2 separate regions of the Rattus norvegicus genome follow, and region 2 is linked to region 1. The links are chromatin contacts, called in public Hi-C maps. All regions are on one chromosome and are shown on one strand. The core of a region is the stretch at or near the end of the contact, and the rest is flanking DNA. Distances in the headings are between cores, read along the strand shown.

Region 1 (4,761 bases), core at 1,620-4,119:
AAATAATGCTGTAGCAAACAACCGTGCTATCACTTGGGCCACTCCTCCCTGACACCCAACAACTTCCGTGTTCTCCCCTGTGGTAAATCTGTTCCTTCTCTTCGTTACAGATCCTTCCGTTCCCCTGGATCCCATATCAGTTTCCAACTCCTCATCTCAGATTATCTTAAAGTGGAAGCCCCCCTCGGACCCCAATGGCAACATCACACACTACCTGGTCTACTGGGAGAGGCAGGCGGAGGACAGCGAGCTGTTCGAGTTGGATTATTGTCTCAAAGGTGAGCGCAGGCTACTGTAATGGACGTCGTTGTACCTCGACTCTCTTGTGGAGACACAGATCTTTTTTCCTGTTTCCCAGGATGTGTACACATGCACACGTGTACGCACATACATGTGCACACATGCACCTACTCCATTCTGTCTCACATAAGACACACTTACGTGTGTGCGTACATGTATGCACTGTGTGTAGATGTGTATGGGTGTGTAGTTTTGTGTGTGCGTGTGTATGTAGAGGTTGGAGAATAACTCTGGTATGTCCAAAAATGCTGTACATTTTGTTTCTATTTTTTTTTTTTTTTGCTTGGTTTTGAGACAGTCTCCTGAAGCCAAGCTGGTCTCAAACTCACTATGTAGCTGAGGAAGATAGTGGATTTCTTGCACCTCCTGCCTCTACCTCCTAAGTGTTGGGATTACATGACTATACCACAACGCCTGGTTTACACAGCGCTGGGGACTCAAACCTAGGGCTGTATGGATGCTAACACTCTACAACAGGGATGCACCCTCAACCCATTTTTTTTTTAAGATTTATTCATTTATTTTATGTATGAGTACACTGTCACTGTCTTCAGACACCAGAAGAGGGGGCCAGATTCCATTACAGATGGTTGTGAGCCACCATGTGGTTGCTGGGAATTGAACTCAGGACCTCTGGAAGAGCAGTCAGCACTCTTAACTGCTGAGCCATCTCTCCAGCCCCAACCCATTTCTCTTAATTAAAAGTATTTTTATTCCATTCATTCATTCATTCATTCATTCATTCATTCTCTTTGTGGGCACACATGTGCCATGGCATGTCTGTGGAGGTCAGAAGACAGCTTACAGGAGTCTGTTTTCTTGTCAGCCATGTGGGTCTCAGGGATCAGACTCAACGGGTCAGGCAGGGAGTCAAGCTCTTGACCTGCTGAGCCATCCCACTACCCCCTCCTTCTTAAAAAATTCAGCACTGAGCATTGGAGCCAGTGCCCCAGGCACATGAGGAGATGCTCTACCACCGAGCGACAGCTCAGTCCTCACCTTGTGGGTTTCTATTTCTATTTTTATTTGATTTGATCTTACTAGCCTGGGCAGACTAAGCAGGCCAGTCTAGCTAGTGAGTGACCCTCAAGAATCCTCCTGTCTCCACCTCCCTATTGCTGGGATTATAAGTATACCAAAACCATAACCAGCTTTTTATGTGGGTTCTGGGGATGCCAAATTCAGGTCCTCACACTTGCCTGCATTTAGTGTTTGAGCCATCTCCTCAGTGTGGGCACGTGCATGGGTCTTCACACTTGTATGCATGTGCGCACACACACACCATTAGACATTATACATGGACTCACAACACTTACCATCTTCATTCGCCATAGCAAACACATATCTTTAGATATTGTCCAAGGATCAAGGATCTATATTTGCAATTTCTCCAGTGTAAACAGACGTTTTTAGGCATTGCCCATGGATCCATCCTCACTTTCTCCCTAGTGCACACACATCTTAGACACTGTACATGGATTCATGCTCTGGGAGGTGGTGGGAGTTGCTGAAAACCTGATACATCCAAAGCCCTGGGTTTAGTCCCCAGGACTGCAAGTCAAACAAGTAAAACATGCTCAATGCTTCATTCAGCTATGAGCCTCACAGAGCACAAACATAAATATGTAAGTCTGAGTAGTGAGTGCTTCATCACATCTTTGTGATGGAAACATTCAAAAGCTTTTCATTATTGGTTGTAGAGGCTGGTGTGTGTGTGTGTGTGTGTGTGTGTGTGTGTATGTGTGAGTGTGTATGTAAGTCTGTGTGTGAGTGTGTGTGTGTGTGAGTTTGTGTATGGGTGTGTGTGTGTATGAGTGTGTGAGTATGAGTATGTGTGAGAGTGTGTGAGTATGAGTGTGTGTGAGTGTGTGTGTGAGTTTGAGTGTGTATGTGAATGTGTTTGTGTCTGCGCGTGCGCGCATGTTTGTCCTGGAGTTGCCTTGCATGGTCACTATATTGTATATTATATATTTCAAAGTAACTTAAAAGTGGGTTATCAAAAAGAAAATAGGGGGGGCTGGGGATTTAGCTCAGTGGTAGAGCGCTTACCTAGGAAGCGCAAGGCCCTGGGTTCAGTCCCCAGCTCCGAAAAAAAAGAACCAAAAAAAAAAAAAAAAGAAAAAAGAAAATAGGGGTATCAATATGGCTCAGTGGATAGAGGTGCTTGCTGCTAACCCTGATGATTTGAGTCGGATCCCTATACAGTGCAAAGAGAGAGCTTACTTCCAAAAACTATTATCTGACCTCTACCCACCCTGGCAGGCAGGCAGGCAGGCAGGCAGGCACGCACGCACGCACGCACGCACGCGCACACACACACACACACACACACACACACACACACACAAAACACTAAATTTATTAAACCAGAGATAAGGTGAAGATTTGCTGTTCTTTTAGTTGATGGATTTTGTCTCTGATTCATTTTCAGTTAGCACTGTCCTGTGACCTTGTAGAAGCAGGCCAAGGGGGCTGCTGGAGAGGTGTGGCTGAGGTCTGTGCCTGGATCCACCCCTGGCCTGGTGTCTGGTTTTGGCTAAGTCACGCAGCAAGTAGTCTGTCTCCTTTTGTGGAAAGGGGCGGAGGACGGATGATTCCTGGGAACGGTCCCAACGCTAAGATCATGTGCTATATGCATGCCTGTGACATCATCCCTGCCTGGCCAGGATCACCAACTTGGTTTATCTCCTGCATACTTTATATAACTTGAGAGCAAGTCCAGTCCTGGGCTCAGCTCTGACTCGTTGGCTCTGCATCTGAGTACAGGAAACCACCAGCCAGCCACAGCTGCACTTTTTGTTTGTTTTGTTTAAAACACAAAACAGTAACTTAAAAAGGTTTGATTGTGCTGTTGTTTGGTCTTAAACAAGGTTTCACGTGGCCCAGGGTGGCCTTAAACTCACAATGCACCCCAAGGATGACCCTGATCAACCTGTCCCTGCCGATGGGGTGTTAGTTAGGATGGCAGGTGATCTCCACTATGCCAGGGTGACTGCAGCAAACTACATTCCGTAAATGGAAATCGTTCTTACGAAGGCTGAGGGTATAGCTTACTCAGTAGAAAGTTTCCCAGCATTCAGGAAGTCCTGGACTCCATTCCCTGCACCATATAGACCCAGTGTAGGGGTCAGCCCTGTCACTGCAGCATTTGGAAGGTGGAAGCAGGAAGGTTGGGCATTTAATGTCATCCCTACCTACGTAGCAAGTTTGAGTCCTTTCTAAGGTATCTGAGACCTTGTCTTAAAACAAAACCAAAATCACCTTATATCCATGAATACCACAAGTGATATGTGAACATCACAGAATTTATTTGCACATGTGTGTGTATAGAGGCATATGCATTTCTACTTGTGTGTTTGGAGTCTGACTGAGCCCTCTCCCAGTATGCACGCACACCTTCGTAACTGTTCCACACAGTTCCGCACTCTTCTGGAAGCATCCATAGGGCTTTCTTTGAGGTTGATGTCAGGTGTCTTGCTCTGTGGTTCCTTGCTTTTTGAGGCAGGGTTTTTCATTGACCCTCATGCTCACCCATTTGGCCGAAGGGGCTGGCCAGCGAGTTCCAGGGATCCCCTTGTCACTACTTTCACAGCACTGAAGAGTAAGATGTGTGTTATTATGTTTGGTTTTGATGTGGGCACTAGGGATTAAACTCAGGTCCTCATGCTTGCATGGCAGTCAAGTCACCCACTGCGCCATTTAACCAGCCGGCAGAGCTTACACTAAGGAGGCTTAAAAATAGTTGAGTATGGAGCCCATTTTTGGAGGAAGTAGAACACCAGTGTTGAATGAGGACAGAACTTCGGTTTAGACGAGAAAGTTCTGGAAATGGGTAGAGACAATGGTGCCACCCTGTAAATAGACGGTGCCACGAACTCCATACCCACACATGGTTTCAATGGTGCCATTTTATGTGATGTTTATTTAACCATAATTTTGATAATACATATAATAAATGACCAGTAGTACCTTCCTATGACTATCACAATTTGGTTTTATTTTTAATTGTGGTGATTTTGGAGCTGAGAAAATGATGCTGGGTAAAACGTTTGCTGTACAAATGGCATGACCTAAGTTTGGATCCCCAACACCCATGAAGAAAAAAGCTGGCTTTGATGACATGCGTCTGTAACCATCACACTGGGGAGGCAGAGACAGGCAGATCGCTGGTCAGCTAGCCTAGCACCGTGAGTCCATGTCTAGTGAGAGACTCTCTCTCAGTGACTAAGATGGGGGACTGGCAAGGCATATCCGTGGGTAAACGTATTTGCTTACAGATTAATCAGTGAAAACCACGTGTTAGAAGAAGGAAATAGATTCCAGAAAGTCATCCTATGACATCCACATGTGCACCCTGGCTTGCTCCCTCCCCTCCCTCATAAAATTAATGTACTGCTACTACTACTACTACTACTAGGAAGAAGAAATGACTACAAAAGACACTTGGCATCATGTATTTTC
Region 2 (5,061 bases), core at 160-2,659, 100 kb before region 1:
TCTTAGACACACAGCCACCTACTGGTATGTGTGTTGAAAATGGAATATGTCTGCCCTGATCCTATATGAAGTTTCTACCGTTGTTCTAGACGCCTTGTTATGTTCTTCTCGGAGTCATTTCTTTATTGATTTCTGCTGGAATTCAGCGCTGGGTGGAGGGGCTCAGGCCAGGGAGCACAGGCTGCCTGCGTTGTGGACACGTGGCTCTGGCCTGGAGGCTGGTGCAGCCACGCTGCTGGGCGGGAGCTCACTGGGGAGGGAACTTGTTGGGCTCCCACTAGCTCCTAGACAGAGCAAGGGTTGGGAGAATCCAGTAAGGCATTAGGAGCAGAGGTTGTAAAGCGAAACAGAATCAAGAGTAAAGAATTAAACTGAATTCCCCACGGGAGTCAAAAAGTAGTAAAAAGAGTAAAGAAAGTCAAGGTCTGCTTGGTCGAATCTGGCATCTGGGGGCATATTGGCGCTCCCACGTTGTGATCAGAGACTCGAGGCTATAGAGCTGTTTGGGATGTTCATGCCCTGAGGAATCTGAGGGGGGCATTTCCAGGCTTTTAAATTGTTATTTCGGGACCATTTGGGGTGTCCGAACCAGGAGGAGATCTAGAGTGAGCTCCAGACCTTTAAATTGGAACCTCGGTGTTATTTGTGTTTGCTGCAGTCTGGAGGTGACCTGGGGGCGTCCCTAGGCTTTTACATTGGAACCTCAGGCCTGTTAGTGGTTTTCGCGTTAGGAGGGGATCTGGGGCTCCCTAGGCTTTAATATATTTGGTTGTGAGCCTAGCCTTTAACGGCTGAGCCATCTCTCCAGCCCTCCCTAGGCTTTTAAATAGGAACCTTGGAACTCTTTGGGGGCAGCTCCCGACGTCTGACAGGGGAGTCTCAGAGTTGTTTGGGTGTTTATGTCAGACTGGTATCTGAGAACACTTACAAGCTTTTTTTTTTTTTTTTTTTGGTTCTTTTTTTCGGAGCTGGGGACCGAACCCAGCACTTACAAGCTTTTAAATCGTAACCTTTCTAAATCGGCAGTTCGGGGTGTGTGGATTGGAAGAGTCTGGGGTGCACGCCGGGCCTCTGAAGTTGGGGGCTCCACAGGAGGAGTCGAAGAGGCGACTGGGCGAGCGGGCAAAGGGGCGAGAAGGCGTGGCATTGCCAGCTCTGGCCACGCCTCCCAGAGCTCCGCTGGCTTGTCTCTCCCTACCCCACCCCCCCCCCCCCCAGCGGGCCTCACTTGTGCGCGCAGTCCCTTCCCTGCCTTAATCCGCGCCACCTTTTCCCTTGGCCCGCGCGGGCCCAGCTGACGGGCCGCGTTGTTTACTGGCCGGAGTCGAGCCCTAGCTCCCGCCGCCGCCACCAGCCCAGGTGCCCTCCCGTGCGCGCGTCCCTCTGTCTCAGACTCCACACAACGCGACCCACCCAGAGCTGCGCGGAGAGGAGAAACGGGAGACCCGGCCAGGGGACGCACCTTGGTGAGCTCTGGACTCTGCGATTGCGGACACAGGACCGGGCCTGGGTGACCCGGGGTTGTAGTCTGCGGGCCGCGCCACAGTGTTGCTTGCAGCCGAGGCCTGTGTGCTCTTCCCAGGACTGTCCCCAGGGCCCTCTAGGCTGGAGATCTGCGGCCCGTAAGCCACCGGCGTGGAAGAGAAGGACGTGCGGCCCCTAGCGCCTGCCTCTCCAGCGACCTTCTCGCGGAGTATGTCCCCAGTGGGCCGGCGTGGCGTGCTCTGATCGCCGGGGTCCCAGCGCTCCTACTGCTATGGGCTCCGGGAGAGGATGTGAGACGACGGCGGTGCCGTTGCTGATGGCCGTGGCCGCGTTGCTGGTGGGCACAGCCGGCCACCTGTACCCTGGAGAGGGTAAGTCTGGCACACGGGGCGATCACAGTGTGTCAGGGACACTCCTCCCACCGCCCCAGCTAACCTAGAGCCCTCACCCTAAGGAGTGAGGGTCGAGGACACCCCCTCTCCACTGCCACAGCCCACATAGAGAACTCTCCCTTTGGGCTGAGTAATGGACACCCTTCCCATCGCTCCATACAACTTAAGAGCACCAACTCCCCCATAAAGGACTCAGGGCACCCATTTCACCACCCCAGCAAGATAGTCCTAAGGACTGAGAGTTATGGACATTTCTCTTCCTCGGCCAACCTAGACCTCCCTCTCCAAGGACTTAGGTTGAGGACTCCCCTAGTGTCCTTGTGTCTATGAAGAGTCCCCTCCCTAGTGAGTGATTACCTTTCCCCTGGGGAAGGGGGAAAAGTGGGCTTGGTGGCCCTGGTCCTGCGTGAAGCCGGCTGACCTTGGCCTTTGCCCGCTGGGTTTGTGGCTCTGTACCCCGCGTATGCCCATCTCGGGTCTGAGGAACCTTGCCCCAGTGCCCGCCCAGCCTTCCGCTGTCTGTCCCCAGTGCACCTCTCAGTCGTGTCTGTTCTTTTCTCTAAACCCAAATCTGCCCTCCGAGGCTCTTTGGGGTTGCCTTAAGTAAGTATGGTTACTGGGGTGCAACAGATTCAGACACCTGAGCAGTTTAAACGCAAAGTCCGGGGTATCCTCATCGATGGAGAAGCGACCCTTTGTGTATAATAAGTTCATGGCTGCCGTGTTTATAAGTTTCTACTTTCAGATGTCTAGAGGCAAAGTCTACATACCTTTGGCCCCACAGCAATCATAGTAACAGTAGGGGTAGCTTTCAGGATGGTTATAATTAGAATGATTATGAGTCTCCAGGCTGGTTTGCCCTAGAACCTCCCAGTGTTCCCCTGAGGCCAAAAGTGTTGCACACCCATTTCACAGAGGGCTAAACTGAGGTTCAGTTAGCGTGCTAAACTCACTCGTTCAGAGGCTGGTCTTATACTTCTGTGCTTGGTTATGGCCAAGGCAGGAGGATAGCCAGTTGCTTGTGGCAAGCCCAGCTATTGATTGAGTTTGAGGCCAGCCTGGGCTAGGTTAGGCACTGTTTGAAAAAAAACAAAAAAAAAAAAAAAAAAAACAAAAAAAATGCAGTGACAAATGCCTTTTGAGTTACTGGTTCAGCTTTCTCTGAAAATGGAAATTAATTACCAGGAGGAAGGGGTCCAGGAGAGAAGGAATTGCAGCTCCTTTGTGAATGAGGGAGGTGTGCGTATTAGGGGGGAGACTGCAGGATTCTGGAACAGATTGGGTTGAGCTTATGGAGTGGATCTGTTAACCTGGTAATGAGGTCCCCAGCATCTGATATACAGAAGGTGCTCAATGAAGGATGGCCATTGATTTGGGGTGTGTGTGTGTGTGTGTGTGTGTGTGTGTGTGTGTGTGTGTGTGTTTGCAGACGCCCTAGGTTGACTTTGGGTGTTTGTCTCTGTCACTCTCGACCTTGTGTTTTGAGACAGGGTCTCTCAATGAACCTAGAGTTTGCTGATTTGACTGTACTGTGTAGTCGGTGAGCCCCAGCCCTCCCGTACCTCCTTTTGTCACTAGGGTTATAGATGTGTCCTGAAGTGCTGGCTTTTATGTGTGTGTGTGGTTGGATCTGAACTCAGGTTCCGATGTTTGGGCAGCAAGGGTTTTCACTTAATGAGCCTTCTCCCCAGTCCATGGTTTGGGTTCTCATTAAGGAAATCTAAGAATTGTTAACATCTACACTGCTCCCTGGGGCTCTTTGGGATTGCCTTAGGGAAGTAGGGGTATGTTGTATGTGTGGCTGTGCACTCGGGCACCTAGTGTCGTCCCTTGAGTTCTGTTTTTACATTCTTTTGGTAATTAATTGTTCGTCTGTGCCTGGATTTCCTGAGTTCAGAAAACAGAGCTTCTGTGGCTTTGTATACCTGCAGGGTTCGCGAGGACGGGGCCTGGTGTTTGTTCCTCACTGATGTTAGAACCTCAGCAGTGCTGGACACGTAGTAGGTGCACATAAATGTTTGTTCCCTACTGGTACACAGAGGACTTGTGCAGTGAGCCTACTGGGTGTATGGCCAGAGTGTAGTGCTCCCCGTGTGCGCACGAAGTCCCTGGATTTCATCCCTAAACTCACAGAAACCGTGTGTCTGCCTGTCATCATAGCAGTCTGAAGATATAGGCAGGTCTATCAGGGGTTCAAGGTCACCCTGGGCTCCGTAGTGGGTTTGAGGCCAGCCTGGGCTACAGGAGACCCAAACGACAATAAATATGATCTCGTGAGTCCTTCCCGCACCTCTTCAGAGCCTCTGGCTTTTGCATGGGAAGAAAGGACAGGACTATAAAGGTAGCTGACTGGCCGCTTGCCTACGACGGCAGTTACTTGCTGCTTACTGGGTTTCTTGTTTCCTTACTTTTAAATTAAATTAATTAAATAGTGGATTAATTAATCTCTCTCGAGACCAGGTATGTGTAGCCTAGGCTGGTTTGTGTAGACCAGGTTGCCCTCTAACTCACAGAGACCTGCCTGCTTCTGCCCCAGGAGTGCTGGGTTTAAAGTCATGTATCATTATGCCCAACTTTATTTATTAAAATTGAGCGTATGGAGAGGGGAGCATGCATATGTCACAGTGTAGGGAATAGAGGACAGCTTGCAGGAGTCAGTTCTCCAATGGGTTCTGGAGATTGGAATCAGGTCCTGAGGCTTGGCAGCAACCGCTGTTACCCATCTCCCTTGACCTTGTACTGGATTTCTTAATAAACACTTGCTCTTTTGCATTGGAACCTCCCCGCCCCTGCTTTGGGGGTGATCGTTAACAAAAATCCTATCAAATAAAAGAGTCGTGATGCCTCTCAGTGGCTTGGTGTAGGCCAAGGAGCTTTCTAGAGCATGGATCTGTAATGTCCACCGACGGTGCATTTGCTTGGGAGGGGAGGTGGCAGTGGTGGTGAGGATCTGTATGACGCTTAAGAAAGGAATGGGTCCTTTGGGAGAGATGTGTCCCTAAGGGCAGGGTACCCGGCTCATCTTTCGGTGGGTCTGAGTAGCTGGGCTAAATGGATAACTTTTCCATTCCTTTCCTGATCAGCCTAGCTCTGGGCTGAGCACTGTGAAGTTGGAGTACAAGGCAGTGTGCAGTGTTGAAAATTGGAGTGTTAGGGGTGTTAGGCAGACTCAGAGGTTTGAGCG

The links. Hi-C and Micro-C count contacts between places; a contact is called where the count stands out from the background.
Region 2: a Hi-C map of liver shows a contact between it and region 1, with 2.2 times the contacts expected there. The contact joins the promoter of Insr here to the enhancer-like site in region 1. A contact is called at or near these places in 3 of 12 Hi-C or Micro-C datasets (frontal cortex, liver and psoas muscle).

What each region holds. Positions count from the first base shown.
Region 1 is chr12:6,023,844-6,028,604 of GRCr8, reverse strand. Insr (insulin receptor) reads left to right here. Exons shown (of 22, transcript NM_017071.2): 9 at 111-278. Among named protein-coding and RNA genes, the nearest start is that of Insr, 100 kb to the left of the region's middle. Within about 2 kb of position 2,869, at least 25 of the 93 cell types and tissues checked have an H3K27ac peak or open chromatin away from gene starts, as enhancers often do.
Region 2 is chr12:6,125,151-6,130,211 of GRCr8, reverse strand. It overlaps Insr (insulin receptor), which reads left to right and starts at 1,409. Exons shown (of 22, transcript NM_017071.2): 1 at 1,409-1,856. The coding sequence starts at 1,757.